Linked DNA regions of Zea mays: region 2 is linked to region 1. A link is a contact called in public Hi-C data. All regions are on one chromosome and are shown on one strand. Each heading gives the region's core, a stretch centred on a gene start, on an enhancer-like site or on the middle of the called end of the contact. The rest is flanking DNA. Distances are from core to core; before and after follow the strand shown.

What was found. Hi-C and Micro-C count contacts between places; a contact is called where the count stands out from the background.
Region 2: a contact with region 1 is called in a Hi-C map of ear, with 2.3 times the contacts expected there. The contact joins the promoter of LOC100274102 here to the promoter of LOC100193088 in region 1. A contact is called at or near these places in 2 of 25 Hi-C or Micro-C datasets (ear and tassel).

Annotation. Positions count from the first base shown.
Region 1 is chr2:40,573,076-40,580,346 of Zm-B73-REFERENCE-NAM-5.0, reverse strand. LOC100193088 (WPP domain-interacting protein 2) reads right to left here and starts at 4,271. Exons shown (of 3, transcript NM_001138251.1): 1 at 4,044-4,271; 2 at 2,880-3,131; 3 at 1,138-2,017. The coding sequence starts at 3,099. The coding sequence ends at 1,353.
Region 2 is chr2:41,247,870-41,255,140 of Zm-B73-REFERENCE-NAM-5.0, reverse strand. LOC100274102 (Per1-like family protein) reads right to left here and starts at 2,829. Exons shown (of 6, transcript NM_001148481.1): 1 at 2,578-2,829; 2 at 2,363-2,488. The coding sequence starts at 2,466.

The sequences.
Region 1 (7,271 bases), core at 3,022-5,521:
TTCATAATTTGCATGATAACCTAAAAGGACCAAGAGGACACCAATTATGTTGACTATACCAAGTAGTAGGACTACAATTAGAATGCAAGCGTCATGTCATTATACACATCTTGATTCTATAGTCATATGCTACTAGACTTAATATTGCTTTATTTAAATACATGATAATACTTTTATTGCCGTATTTCATTGTCTTATATTTATTGTGACCTTCTGCCTTATATTAAAATGTCTTATAAATTGTTATTTATATTATGATGGGTCAAATTATATGGCTAGTTCTATGCTCTATAGTATGATGTGTGGTATTGTTTTATGGTTTTTGATGGTTATAACTGTTATAACCGGGTTTTCAATCGGATAGCTTTGTTTTATAAGGTATTGTGTTATGACTTTCTAATTATATGAATGCACTTATATTTGTGGGATATTTCTTTAATACTCTGTGAGATATTCTTTAACATTTCATAAATTTGTGTATATTCATATATTATTACTATTTTTATATGGATGTATGATTTATGTGCATTTTTGAAGTCAATTGAGGCTACATATTAAAGCTGTCCGGCTAGTTAATAGAACTGTTTGGGCTGCGGCTGCTGGTACCGTTTGTTTTGCAGTTGCTGCAGTGCTTTTAGCTGAGAAGCTGTTCAGCTGGTACCGTGTTTTTAGCTACAATAAGCCAGCCAAGCCCCGCCACGATTTTTACCGACCGTATGTCAGATTTCGACCGTAATTGGGGTATTTTTTACTGAGCTTTCGCTTGATGTCGTTATGGTCTTCGAAGTTATCATTTTCATTTTTGATTCCGAAAAAAAATATAAAAACGGAAATAATTTTAGTGTAAAACTGGGCGCATATCCGAGGGTGGGCCTATGCTTGTTCTTCCGTTCGGCGAGCCTACACATGTATGGGCCCGATGGGCGCCCTCGGCCGCAGCCCATGAGCCCCACAGCGCGTGCTGCCGCTGCCACTTTTGCACGCGTTTCCCACAGTCAACACAGCCCAGACGAGGTAGATCGCATACGCGCGCCGGCGCGTATCCCACTTGTCTTCGTCTTGGGGAAATTGGCAAACTCTTTCCATATAGGAGTAAGAAACCTCTCAGTAAGCTGCAAACAGTCAGTCACCCGATTTGCCAATCCAACCCAATTTATGCACAGACCTGCAGTAATTTTTTTAACAGAACACGCGTAGTTTCAGACGTCATTCACCACAGCCTACACTGCATCAGTGTAACGAAACTATACTACCTACTGGCTACAGCTACAGTAAGACAGCAGGACACGCGTTAAGGCATCGCAACCCCGGCGAGCTAATTTACAGGCAGAAGAGAGCACCAGCTGACGGCATCATGTCGGCACAGCCTCGTCAAATGGGGCCGAGACCCGCGCGAAGAACACCTTCAGGGACAGGCATAGCATTACCAGCTGGACGAGGCCAAAGAGGGACGCTCTGAAGGTCCTGCTCTGCATCTTCAGGACCTCGGTCGTCCGGTTGAGCTCCTTCTCCCGGACCTCCAGCTTGTCTACCTGCTCTTTCAGCATCACGATCTTGCTCTCCGTCTCTCGTAGCTTGAGCAGCATTCTGGTCTTGTCCCCGGCAGACAGCGCCCTGTGCTCCTCCAAGGCCACCCGGTCCTCCGCTCGGACCTGCCAATTCTGGCTCGCTTTCAACATCAACAGACACTGAATTTCAGCCTCTAGTTTCTCCTGGAGATGGCGCTCCAGCTCTGTCTCCAATTGGTCGATGCTAGCTGCTGCCTCCTCCAACTCCTCCTCCAGCGCTGCCCTGTCTGCAGTACCGATGAGTATTTGAAGCTTGGAAAGCATCAGGTCTTTCTCTCTGATGGTGTTTGATGCTTCTTTCACTTTCTGTTCAAGATGTTCCATCTTCTCACTCAGTTCCAACACATCAGCCTCACTATACGGCAAAAGGATCACATCTTGGTCTTTGTTACCGGAAGTGGATTCCTCCGCCTCAAGTTCTTTGCCAAGTTCTGATAATTTTCGTATCTCTAAGCAGCACACACAAAAAAAGAGGTGGTTAATACAAACATAAACTAGAGCTCAAAGACTAAACAATTTTTAAATAACCACACCAATCAAGCGATATGTTTCAAGAATATTTCACTAATAACTGGGATGACACAGCTTTGTTATAACCAAGAACCACTATAGTTTGGTGATCCGTTAGAACTAGAACTAGCCAAAAGCATCAAAATACTCCAGAAGTGCACACCTGTCCCTTATCTTATATTGTGAATCAACCAATGATTATTTTTTCTTTTATTTTCAAAATGATGTGAGAGCAAATTTTGTTACTGATGTGGAAAGCATGCTTCATAATACCAGGAAGGATCGTTGTCTGTGTCTATGGAATGAAAGAAAAATAGTAAATGCAAGGCAGGGAGCTCTATAGTCATGAGCTTTTGTGTATTTTGACAAATGCAGCACTGAACAAGACACAATTACTCGTTCTTTAGAAGGGGGAGGTGTGAGCAAACTATCGTCACATATAACCGGACAAAACAACCTGATATAACTGGACAAAACAACATGTTTAGTAAATAATGCATGGCGCATGACCAAAGCAAGCATGGACATGTTTGAAGAAAAGCAAGACTTAAAAAGAAAGGTGTGGTCTGGAAAAGTTACTTCAGCCAGCAAAGCTGTAACTCCATGAAATTCCAAGTTTCCATGTACCATAAAAACACTGTACATATACTGTGTTCCTTAAGCAAAAGTATTAAACAAGTCATGACACATTTCGAACATGGTTGAAAATTACATAGTGTAAGAAGGTACACAAGCAATTTTTTGTTTTTTTTTTTTAAAGTGCATGAGAAACATGAATAAGGTTAAGATCTTTTTTTTTACCATTTTCGAGGATTTGCTGTGTCGTATGAAGTGAGGAAACCGATTCAGCAAAAGGATCACCATTTCTATCTTGGTTCACCCAGCTCCATTCATTCTCATCATTTTGCTCTTCGCTACTTATTATCATTTCCTCACCAACGTCACTGTCCCTTTTGTATGCTGACTGGACCTCCTCGCTTTGGCGGTCCTCACTCCTATCCCCATCATAGTTCATCGACATTGTCCTACACCTGTAGTTGCTGAAAGCATCACCTGCGCGCATCAGATGCTATCAAGTAAGGTTCAGCGAAGGAAGCGTGTCCCCTGTCCCTAATAGCCCTTCAGTGTGCCTTGCGCCCTTTTCCTGCAAAGCCAAAAAATCCTTCACCCTAAACCCTTTTCCCTATTACAATCTCCAGCGGTCTTCAGCCCTATTACACCTAGCGAATAGCCAGCCAGCCCATCGCTAGCACCAAAAAAAAATTGATGTTGAACTGCAGCGGGTTGTCAGGAGGTTGCCTCCTTACTCTTTCTCCACCTCCTTAATCTGCACCGCTTCCTTGGTGGCGTCTCTACAAACAACTTATCTAGTGGTCCTAATGCCTTTAGGGGAGAGGGAGAGCTATCGACCACTGCCTTTCATCGAAAGGCAACTTTGGAGGGGAAAGCACAGGATTCTCTGTCCTAATGCCAATACCAAAAGTTGAAGTTGGTGTTGTAATGTTGTTGAGGCGCAAATCAGCTAACGTATTTGACTATCTGCATCTCCAAATTGAGGTTACCTTGCCCTGATTCGGATCAGAATCATGAGGCGGCTCTGGAGGATACTGGTCTAAATTTTCTGCCCTAGTTGTAAACTCCAATTTAGGCATGCTAATTTCACCTCTATCTCTCTTTTTTTTTTTGTGTGTCTAAATCCTATGTGCTGAAATGAAAGACAAGGAAGCCCGATTGTGAATGTGGCTGAAGCTCCTGAAATCCAGCTCCCAGGGTTGGGTTCTGTGTTTCATCACACTCCTCCATCAAATGAACAATCCTCGTAAGCAGCCAGCAAAACACAGAATTCCACGAAACTATATATACTACACTACGAGACGTCGCCCTCGGTCACAACAAACCAGAAATTTCACGGGAAATTCCGAAATAAACCGGACCAACCTAGAGCGGCGGAGAAACCACACGCACCTGACGCGACGGAAGTTCCTGGGATTGGGACGCCGGGAGGCTAGCGGGGTGCGACCGTGCGAGAGGAGACAGCAAGAGCCGGTGGGGGGCGGGGGCGGGGCCGCCTGGAACGCAGGGAATATAGTATATGCAGCCCCGTAAGGATTTCCGTGAAGCAGCGGATAAACTGTGCGGCACGGAAGAGGGGAGGTTGAGGAAAGCACGAAACGAAGCCGGGGAAGAAAAGGATGTCCGTCAAGGAAGAAGAAGAAGAAGAAGAGTAGTTAACACGAGCACACGATGATGCTGGGAACCGGGGGGGATTCCGTTCCAGATACCGGTTGTCTGCGGTTTGACGGAACGTGGGTTCGGCCCGCTGTAGACCGTAATCTGAACTCCTAGTAGAAAAGAGAAGGCCGTGTGGGGGCGCTGCGGGGGGAATTGCTGGTCTTCGGGCTTTGCCAGTCGCAGAAGCCCGCTTTTGTGGAGTTTTATTGGGCCATGCTTTATCCAGGTTATATAGCTGCTGGACATACGATTAGTTGGTAGCTGTACCGATCGACCAACCTAGTCGACCGCAGTTAAAGCCACGGGGAATCATAAGAACCCAAGTTTATCATTAGAGTTGTATCGTGCAGCAGCAGCGGAAGTGCCGCTAAATAAAATAAAAAAAGACAAGTGGAGAGTGCTACGTGTCCACGTAGAGTATGGACAATGACGTGAGCTTTGCAGCTCAAAGTCCCGGTCGACCACGTATGGATGGCGGACTTGGCATCCGAGGGGTAACCACTCCTGTTGTCGGACACTGTGCTCGCCACCCTTCACCCTCTCGCCTCTCGGATGCAGCAGAGCCCATCGTCGCCTGGTGCGGTGGTGCCACCCTTCACCCTCTCGGAGGCATACTTTGGTGGGCACGCACGACGCGAGAGGGGCACGCGGACACACACGGCCCCCTTTTCCTCAGCTCTTATCGCTGTCGGGCCGCCCCCACGGCCGCAGCTGGGGCAGCCCGCGGCCGTCGCTCTGGTTCGTCCCCCTTTTCCTCGCCGGCTGAGCCCTCTCCCCTGTGTCCCTGTCTCTGTCTGTCTGCACTCTGTAGACTGTTGTAGGATGCATGGATTGGTCCGCTGTTCACGGTGGACACACTACCAGGCCACCCAACAAGCTAGCGACGGCTCACTATGGCGCGGCCATCGGTACGGGTCCGCGAGTGAGGCATCAGCATCACCTCCTTCCTTCCCATCCTCAGCTGCCTCGCCTCGCCGCCTTCGCTCTCTCCCGTCCCGACCGGCTCATCTGCCAACAAAAGTCCATTCATGTCATCGGACACGGGCGCCCTCCCCTCTGGCCGGTACTAGTAGGAGTAGCCGAGTAGTACTCGGTGCTAGCAGCTGCCTGCTCGATCAGGGGACACGGATGAATGATACGTGGCCGGCCGTCCAGTCCACAGACGCGCCATCACCGCCCACAGCCTGCCACTGTCGTTCCCCGCGCTGCAGGCACCCGGCCCGCCGTCGCTGCCCACCACTCCAGTTTGCTGCTCCTTCCATCCCCACTGTAGTACTAGCGAATTGCATACATTTCTTAACCCGTTTCAGGTACTCGTACTCTATTACAGTCCACAAGCTCTCTGGTCATTATACATTGCTATTCTCAATGGTGATTTCACGCACATTTAGTACTGTGCAACATCAGATTCCTTGATGACATGACATATAGCATTCAAGAGGATTTGAGTTTCATGAGGATGAAACGCTTTCAACTCGATTCTAAGTTCTTGAAAACCGTCTAAAACCTAGCGATTTGCTTCACCTTCACATATTTCATCGGCTTCTATTGGCCATTGATTTGCAACGTGTAATTGATATGTTAACCTGTAAAATAGTAAAGTGAAATATTGCATTAAGAGCCATTGTTTCATCCGTAGTTTTATACCACTTTTCGATGATACCACAGCGTTAAAAAGAGCTATACGGATTTTTCATTGAGAATAGCCTAATAGCTCGTTTGGGGGTGTACATATTGTAGCACGGAATTTGGAAATTTGGAAAATCAGCTTTCCTGAATTCTGTTGCTTGGTTGCACATGGAATTGAGATTTGAAAACAGAAATCCAGTTCTAATGGAATTGGTCTATAACTAGAAACTCCATCTCCCAGTACAGAGCGTCACCCCTTTGAATTGCATGGATTTAGACCGCATAATTCTAAACTCCAATTACATGACATCCAAACAATAGAATTGGAATTACTTCTCGTTTCAGTACTATGTCTAATTTGGTTTTGAACCCAATTCAATTCCTTACCCTCCAGTATCGACATTAAAATGGAGCAAAGCATTTCTTGTCAAGGAATAGATTAAGGAGGAGGCGTAGTATGTGCAACACATGAGAAAGGGTTGGTTTTGGACCTATTCCTAAAGGCTTATTCAATTAGGAGTAGATTTATAGGGATGTAGAGGTCATTAGAACAACTCCAAAAGACTACTAAAAATTTATTTCCTTAAACTTAATATTAGGGTCTACTGTAAAAAAATTCTTAAAAAATTATAAGGGTCTGTTTGGTTGGACTATAGCTGTGAAAAAATCGTTATGCGCTATGAGGTGTAAAAAAGTTGTTGTGTGCTGTGAACTGCTAAAAAACTAAAAAAAAGTTGTGTAAACCATTAAAACCCGCAAAAAAATTATATATTTTCACGATTCTATTCAAAAGCCACTAAAAGCACGACTTTTAGAAAAAAAGTGCTTTCTAGATCTAGCCATTTAACTTGGCTTTTGGAGAAAGCCAAAGCCAAAAGCTAAACAAAACACACCCTAAATTCATAGAAATTTGAGGGAGAAAAGGCTAGATATTCAGGACACAAAGATAATGGAGGATAAAAAGGTACCGTTGGAGGACTCATTTTGCGCTTTCTTCCCAACAAATGTTTTACGAGTTTTGTTGGAGTTGTTCTTACTAATCAAAATTAAACATAAATAGATTTAATCTCTATGGAACTGAACTAACTTGGTTCACCCGACGATGTTTTATGTGTAGTATAACCAAACCATAGATAGTTTCTCGCAGTTACATAATATAACCATGAACGACAAACAATACATATAGAGCCCGTTTGTTTGATTTCAAATATTATATAATTCAGCTTATTTTATATAGATTATATAATCCGCATTATAATACGGTTGATATAATCTTATTAAAAAATGTTTGTTTACTCATATTATTAGCGGATAAAAGGCCAAAAAATAATC
Region 2 (7,271 bases), core at 1,580-4,079, 680 kb before region 1:
CCTAGGGACGACAGGGCCGCCGCTGCCGGTCTGCATGGCCTCGCGCGCCGCCGACCTCTGCTTCCGTCGCTGGCGTATCCGCCCGGACCCACGTCGCCGCTGTGGACGCGCCGCCTGGAACAGCGCTGCTGCGGTCGCCGTTGGGCGCCAACAGGAAAGCCCCCACCGGTGCCGTCACAGGCCAGATCTGGCGCCTCCGCCACCGGCTCAAGCCCAGCACCCTCCCCCTGTGGAGTCTTCCCCAGCCCCACCCCCTCTCCAGCTCCCTACGCGAGCCCCCTAGTGCTCCATGACCCCTCCTTGCACGAGCCCCCTCGGGACAACGTCGACCGACCTACGCCCCGTCGCGGCTCCCTTCACCTTCGGCGGCACAAGTGCTGCCAACCCCACTCTTCCGGTGTCGCTATCGTCCTCCTAGCGCCGACCCTTCTTCCAACGCGTGTGGCGGCCTCTCCTTCAGCCAGCGCTGCCTCCACAGCGCCACCGCCGGCCATCTCCTAACCCTTCAGCAGCGCCCCGCGTCTCTCCTTCAACGTCGGCGTCAAACCAATCCTGCCAAGCCCAGTACAGGCCACTGCCCGGTTGGACCCGCCCCATTTCCCTCCCCATTCTTCGTCGCCGCCACAGTTGGATCCGTTGCTGTCACGGCTTTCTTGGCCAGATCCACTGCTGCCGCAACCTTCCCGTCTGGATCTGTCGTCCCTTTGGCCGGATCGCCGTCTTCATGGCTAGATCCGACGCTGTCGTGGTCTTCCAAGGCCGGATCTAGCGATACCCCTTCTATTCAACCGCAGGCACGACCATCCTGACCGACGCAGATGTGTGTGCTGCCGCTGGCCTCCCTGGCAAGGCCCCTCGACGACCGGATGATAGAAGAAGCAAGAAGGTCCCCGGTCTGCTGCTGCTCTTCTTTTATTGTGTCGCCCCGCCGACTGTTGACGCTCGAACGTCTACCCCTCGAAGAACGAGGCTGCACACCACCTCGACTTCAGCTACCTCGGCATCCAGGGGCTATCATCTGCATGGAGTGCACATCGGCCTCTGCTCCAGCCGCAACACTTGCACCCTCACAGCACTGCGACTGTGAGGGATTTCAACCCGTCGGCTCCTACCTTCGGCTTATGCTCCAGTCTCATCGTTTGCGGTGCTGCCGTTGCGATTACGAGGGGAGGGTAGAGTGTGTGTTTCCTATATGTATCCGTAGCCGGGTTGGCACCACTGTTGGGCTCCCGACCCATTAGGGTTAGGGTTTATCCTGGGTCTCTATATATATGTAAATATGTAATCACTTCCTATCCAATACAACTAGGGCTTCCCTTCCATCACAACCTGGCCCAGCAAAACTCATCAAAGGTTCAGGCTTCCTTCGTGCAGTGTTTTTATCAGGCACAATGCTCAAGCCTCAAAAGCCTAGTAATGTAATGGACACAATATACAAGTCATAGGGTCAAATTCAATAAATTCAAAACTTATTGCATTCTCACAAATAGTACTCCCTCTGTCCGAAATTGTAAGTTGCTTTGGCTTTTCTAGGTACACTAGATATATGCCTGTGTACTGCACCATGGCCATAAACCTCAGTAATTGGATGCGGACGTGAGATCTGGTTTTCGTATCGAAATTGGGTAGGACGACAACACATGAGCTGTGAATGAAGGATGATTCATATCGAACACGGACACATGAGCAAGGATCAAGATTTGGTGTCACCAAGAGATGACGTCAGAGTCTTTTTAGGTGTAGAGATAGCAAGTTTAGTTCATAATATGTCATCAAATCCAAATAAGACATAATTAACCAAATTCTTATTTCCAAGTTGATGTTGTAATGTTTGCTAGGATCCTAGAACCAACTCGTTGTTACAAAATTACACACCAGGCAATCAAGTTGTTCTAGTAAAGCTCATGCCTTATTGCTTCACATCTCGTCTCATAAGACACTGATACATGTTCCACTTGGCATAGAAAGCAAGTGTTAACTTAATCAAATGACCGTTTGCCGCAGAGATTCAGCTGTGCGCGTGTGATCTATTTTGAGGGACCCTATTTCAAATTGATATATTACTATGCAGCAAACTAGCTAGCATGGGAGTAGTCATCAGCCACATTCAAACGGTAACACACTAACACATCATTATCTTTACATGTCATAAACAGACCATAGATGTTATGTCCTGTCCAAGATTTACCGGATTAACAATAACAACAGTGGGACTATGAAATCGGAAATCCTCCTACAAGAATCTAGATCAAGCAGGGTTTTGCTTCATGTCTTGAGCAACAGAAAATAATCGGTGCATAACTAATTAGTACTGCTGGAGACAAGTAGAGATTGAGGAGAGACACACAGAGATGCAGCTCACCTGTAACGCGGATCAACATCCCCGAGGCTGGCCTCGACGGAGCCGAGCACCAAACCAAACGCAAGAAGGGAAGCCAACGGAACCGCCCAGACGCTTCGACCCATCGCAGCGGACGCGGCCAGGGTCCTGTGAAATCCTAGTGAAATCAGGAAGAATACCCAGGAGGCCAGGACATATAGCGGACGGAGCAAAAGTAAGCAAATCAGGGTGCTTACTGGAAATGGCAACCCAGATCTCCACCTCTACGGCTCCACGGAGCACAATGGTTACACAATAATAGTACGAACAAAATGGATTGCGCAGGCAGGACCGGTGGCCAGCTTCCCGCGGAGCAAGGGGGCAATTGAGCGGCAAAGAAGGAAAGAGGGAATTCAATGTCGGTCGACCTCCACTCCGCGCGCCGGCCGGCCAAGGAAAGGGGAGCAGGACGAGGGAGAATCAGGATGGATCATGGATGACCTCCTGAGTACCTGACCACCAGCTCAAGAGATAGCCCCAGCTCTGCCCCCGAGTCCCGACGAGGCGGCGCGCAGCCGCTGACTGCTCACTGCTGACCAGGCGACCAGGGGTGCGAGATCGCCTGCTCGACTGTACGTGGGCTGGGCCGCCGGAGTAGACTGGCTGTGACAACGATGGGGCCCCGCCGTCTCGTTTCAGCCTAGTCCAAACCTCCTTCAACCGGGAAAAGAATCCATAAACTGCTACATGGAACGACCATAAACTGCTACATGAATTGATAAACGGAATAATGGTTAGAAATAAAAACTACAGCTCTCTCGAAGCAAGATGCACAAGGTTATCCCTGTAGTGATTTCATTTAACCTTTATCTTCATTAGATATCCCATCATATTAACAAGTATGATGACACGAAGATTCATAAGGAGAGAGAGAAAGAGAGTTTATAGAAGGTGATAGAGTTTTTTATATGAAACTTATGATGTATAGTTTTATAGACAAAAAAATGATGTGACGTTTTTGAAACGGTTCAATAAAAGTCTGCACCAATGGGAAGAATAGTATAATAGAGACAAGTAATTTATTATAAGTTAAATTGTAAAAGTCAAATTATTCAATAAATGTTTTCTAGTATTTTTTTAAAAAAAATATGTAGCACTAAAGTTTGCCCATTTCGTTGACGTTTTTTATCCAAACATCAATGATCTCTATATCGCGCTCTCGAAGAATGAGATCTTGGGGACCTCTCTGCGAGGAGCCAGACGATTCGTGATAGGTCACCAGACGATCCGCGGTTGAACACCAGTTCGTCCGTCGTGGAGCAGATAACTACACTCTTCTTTGTAGGTACACGGACCGTCTGCATGTAGACGGCGGACCGTTCGGGATGGCGCAGAGGGCTTCATGTATAACCTAGATCTCGCCTTCCAATAGAGACCCTATAGAAGAGGAACAGTTTCCCATAGGTCATTACGATAACCATGCAAGAGTTAAGAACTCCAGCCTAAATTAATCTAATCGCGGACTGTTCGGGCTACTCTTACAGACTGACCGGGCCACAACGTCGGATTGTCCGATCGTCCATGTGCCAAATTCCTTCCTTTATATTCTCATCCGCTCTCGGGTTACGATGTCCTATGCGCCACCCTGCGGTTGGACCGTTACAGAGTGGACGGTTGACGCCGACCCGTTAGTGATAGGGTAGGTGATGCGGACATCAACACCAACACGAGCACATCTACACCAGCAGCACCTTCTCTAGCCCAGGCGCCACCCCTTCCACCTGGGCCAGTGACTCGGGCCCGTGCAAGAGAATTGAACTACATCATGTTGTTAAAGAACGAAGGCCCGGAAGAATAGACGACCAGCCCAATTGCGGCCCATAATGGACGACCTAGGGTTGGCCGCCCCTAGGGGCTGCGCCCCCTCTCTATTTATTCAGGAGCTGCGCCTCCTTTATTTTCGGAGTTTTGTTTTACGTTAGCCTTAGCTACTCTCGAACACGCGCAAATCTGCGCTGTCTTCGTGTATTCAGAACTCCACCCTCGAGTAATAGATTAGATTGCTCGCATCTTGTTCTTGTTCGTTCTTCGATTGCGCACAGGAAACGATCTTCGTGATCAGGCCGATCTCGCATCAGCAAGGTCGGTAACCACAGGGAGTTGGTTCAGCGATTGCATTGGCGCCTCGGGCTTGCTCGTCGTAGTCGGATCGCAAGGGCCATCTTCCGCCAAATCGGAATTATCTCTACTCGCCGAAAGATCGGGCACCTCAGCTACATCAATTGGTATCAGATTTCCAGGTTGATCGGTGAGTTTATCGAGCGTTTTTTTTCCTACAGTCCACAAAACCACATAAAAATTCAGGTTAGATCTTATCCCAGCACCCTTTTGAGCCTCGCACTTTCTTTCAATAATCTGCATTGTTGAATTTGTGTGCTTTCGCGTTTCCTTGTTGCTGGTTGCATTGTGTTCTTCCACCATTCAAATCCTAGCGCCGCCACCATCTCCCGTTTGATCACGCCACAAACCGAGTCAACATCGTCTCCTTGTTTTTCTCCTTCGGTTACGTCAAAAAGAAAACAGAAAAAACAAACCGAGTCAACAGCCGTTTCCTTGATTTTCTCCTTCGGTTACGAAAAAAAACAGAAAAAAAACAAACCGAGTCAACGACCGCTTCCTTGTTTTTCTCCTTCGGTTACATAAAAAAACAAAAACAAAAAAAAGAAAACGAAGGAGAAAGGATACGGTTGTTTCATCCCGGTAGTTTTTAAAACATAACTTGAGGTACCTTCCGTAAACCGGGCATAACTTTTCGCTCGGGTGTCCAAAAAATCTGAAATTTTTACAGGAGCTTGTTGACACCATTCTGAGCCCGGCCAAACTCACCTTTGGTCTGTTTGGTTTCGACAAAATTGTCAAAAAAATTCAGGAAAATAAAGAAAAAAATTCGTCAACGTTCTCGCACGCTTTTCAGAGAACTTCCTGATTTTCTATAGACCACATCTGATATCTGTTTTAGGTGAAACTGCGTATAGCTCCTATCTTGTTGCTTCTTGTGCTGAGAAAAATATCAAAAAAATTATACAAACAAAGAAAAACAAAATCACCTGTGATTTCTACTAGTGCCTTTTTGGCATCACTAGTACAATATTTACGGTACTGCCATTCTGCTAGTTCCATCCATCCTTTGCACCTGTGGCCAGCAATATAGTTTCGTGTTTTGCACTATAATTCAACTTTGCATTATTGTTTGATCGTGCTAATCCTTGACTTGAGTGCAGCCTACCCACAACTCCACATATTTCTACGACGAGCAGGTTTCTGTTTCTCCACGCAATCGCTCATCCAATCTTTCACCGGTTCCACCTGTTGATTGCAGTTCACCACTGTGGCTTGGTAAGAACGGATAAGAACTTGATAACAGCACTAGTGTGAGCGCCTTGTGAGCAGTACACCCCTGTTTTTGTCGTTGGTTTTTCTCCTTTTGGTGTTTTGGTGTTTGCGCTAACTATGGCAGGAGCACACGACATGGTGGATGCCCAGTTGCAGGAAGTAAGGGGACAAGTTGATGGACTTGCTGCTGACATTAGGACGATGCATTAACGGCTTGATTCAACGATCACTTCGACGACCGAGCGTTTCAACCAACTTGACCTTGCTCAAACGGCGACTCGCACCACACTCGACACCATCCTGGCACGCCTTGATGCATTGACCACAAAGATGGAGCAGGAATACGGCGGTGACACTGAGCAGGACGATGGAGATCGCCGTGGTCGTGCACGTCGTGTGGTTCGACATCCCCCTAATGACTTATTTTCTAAGATTAAATTTAAAATTCCATCTTTTAATGGTAAATATGATCCTGTTGCATATCTTGATTGGGAATTAGAGGTAGAACAGATATTTTCATGCCATGATATTCCTGCTAATAGCCAAGTGAAGGCTGCCATTAGTGAATTTACTGATTTTGCTTTAATTTGGTGGCGTGAGTATAAACAAAAACTTCCCATTAACAGTGTCATTACTTGGACCCAATTAAAAACTGCCATGCGCCACAGATTTGTTCCTTCCTATTATGCTCGTGATTTGCTTAACAAAATGCAGCGTTTTCAACAAGGTTCACAATCTGTTGAGGAATATTACCAGGAGTTGCAAAAGGGTATGCTTCGTTGTGGTTTGGTTGAGTCAGATGACGCTGCTATGGCGCGTTTTCGTGGTGGTTTGAACAGGGAAATTCAGGATATACTTGATTATAAGGATTATTTTGATATAACCACATTGTTTGAATATGCTTGCAAAGCTGAACGTGAAGTGCAGGGACGACGATCAAAGACATATACTAACTCTTTTACAGGCCGGGGTCCAACACACAGCTCAACTCCTTCCAGCCCTGCACCTTCTACGCCTAGCACTACATCGCGCACAGGGACGACCAAGCCAGTGGCGCCCCCTGCCAAAGGCGCCGCTTCTTCCACAGGACGTACACGGGATATTCAGTGCCATCGTTGCAGAGGGTTTGGGCACATGATTCGGGACTGCCCAAACAAGCGTACCTTGCTTATACGTGACAATGGTGAGTACTCTTCAGCTAGTGATTCTGAGGAAACTAGTCATGCTATGATTGCCACTAACCATGCAGAAAATGAGGAAGTCCACGTTGATCCCATCGACGCCGATAGGTATGAGAGTCTTGTTGTGCAGCGTGTTCTCAGCACACAGGTTGCCCAGGCCGAAAAAAATCAGCGACACACTCTATTCCATACCAAGGGCGTCGTGCACGAACGGTCGATTCGCATCATCATCGATAGTGGCAGCTGCAACAACTTGGCAAGTACAGCGTTGGTAGAGAAATTATCCTTGCCCACTCGCACACATCCACATCCGTATCACATTCAATGGCTTAATGATGGTGGTAAAATAAAGGTAACACGTTCGGTATGTGTCCCCT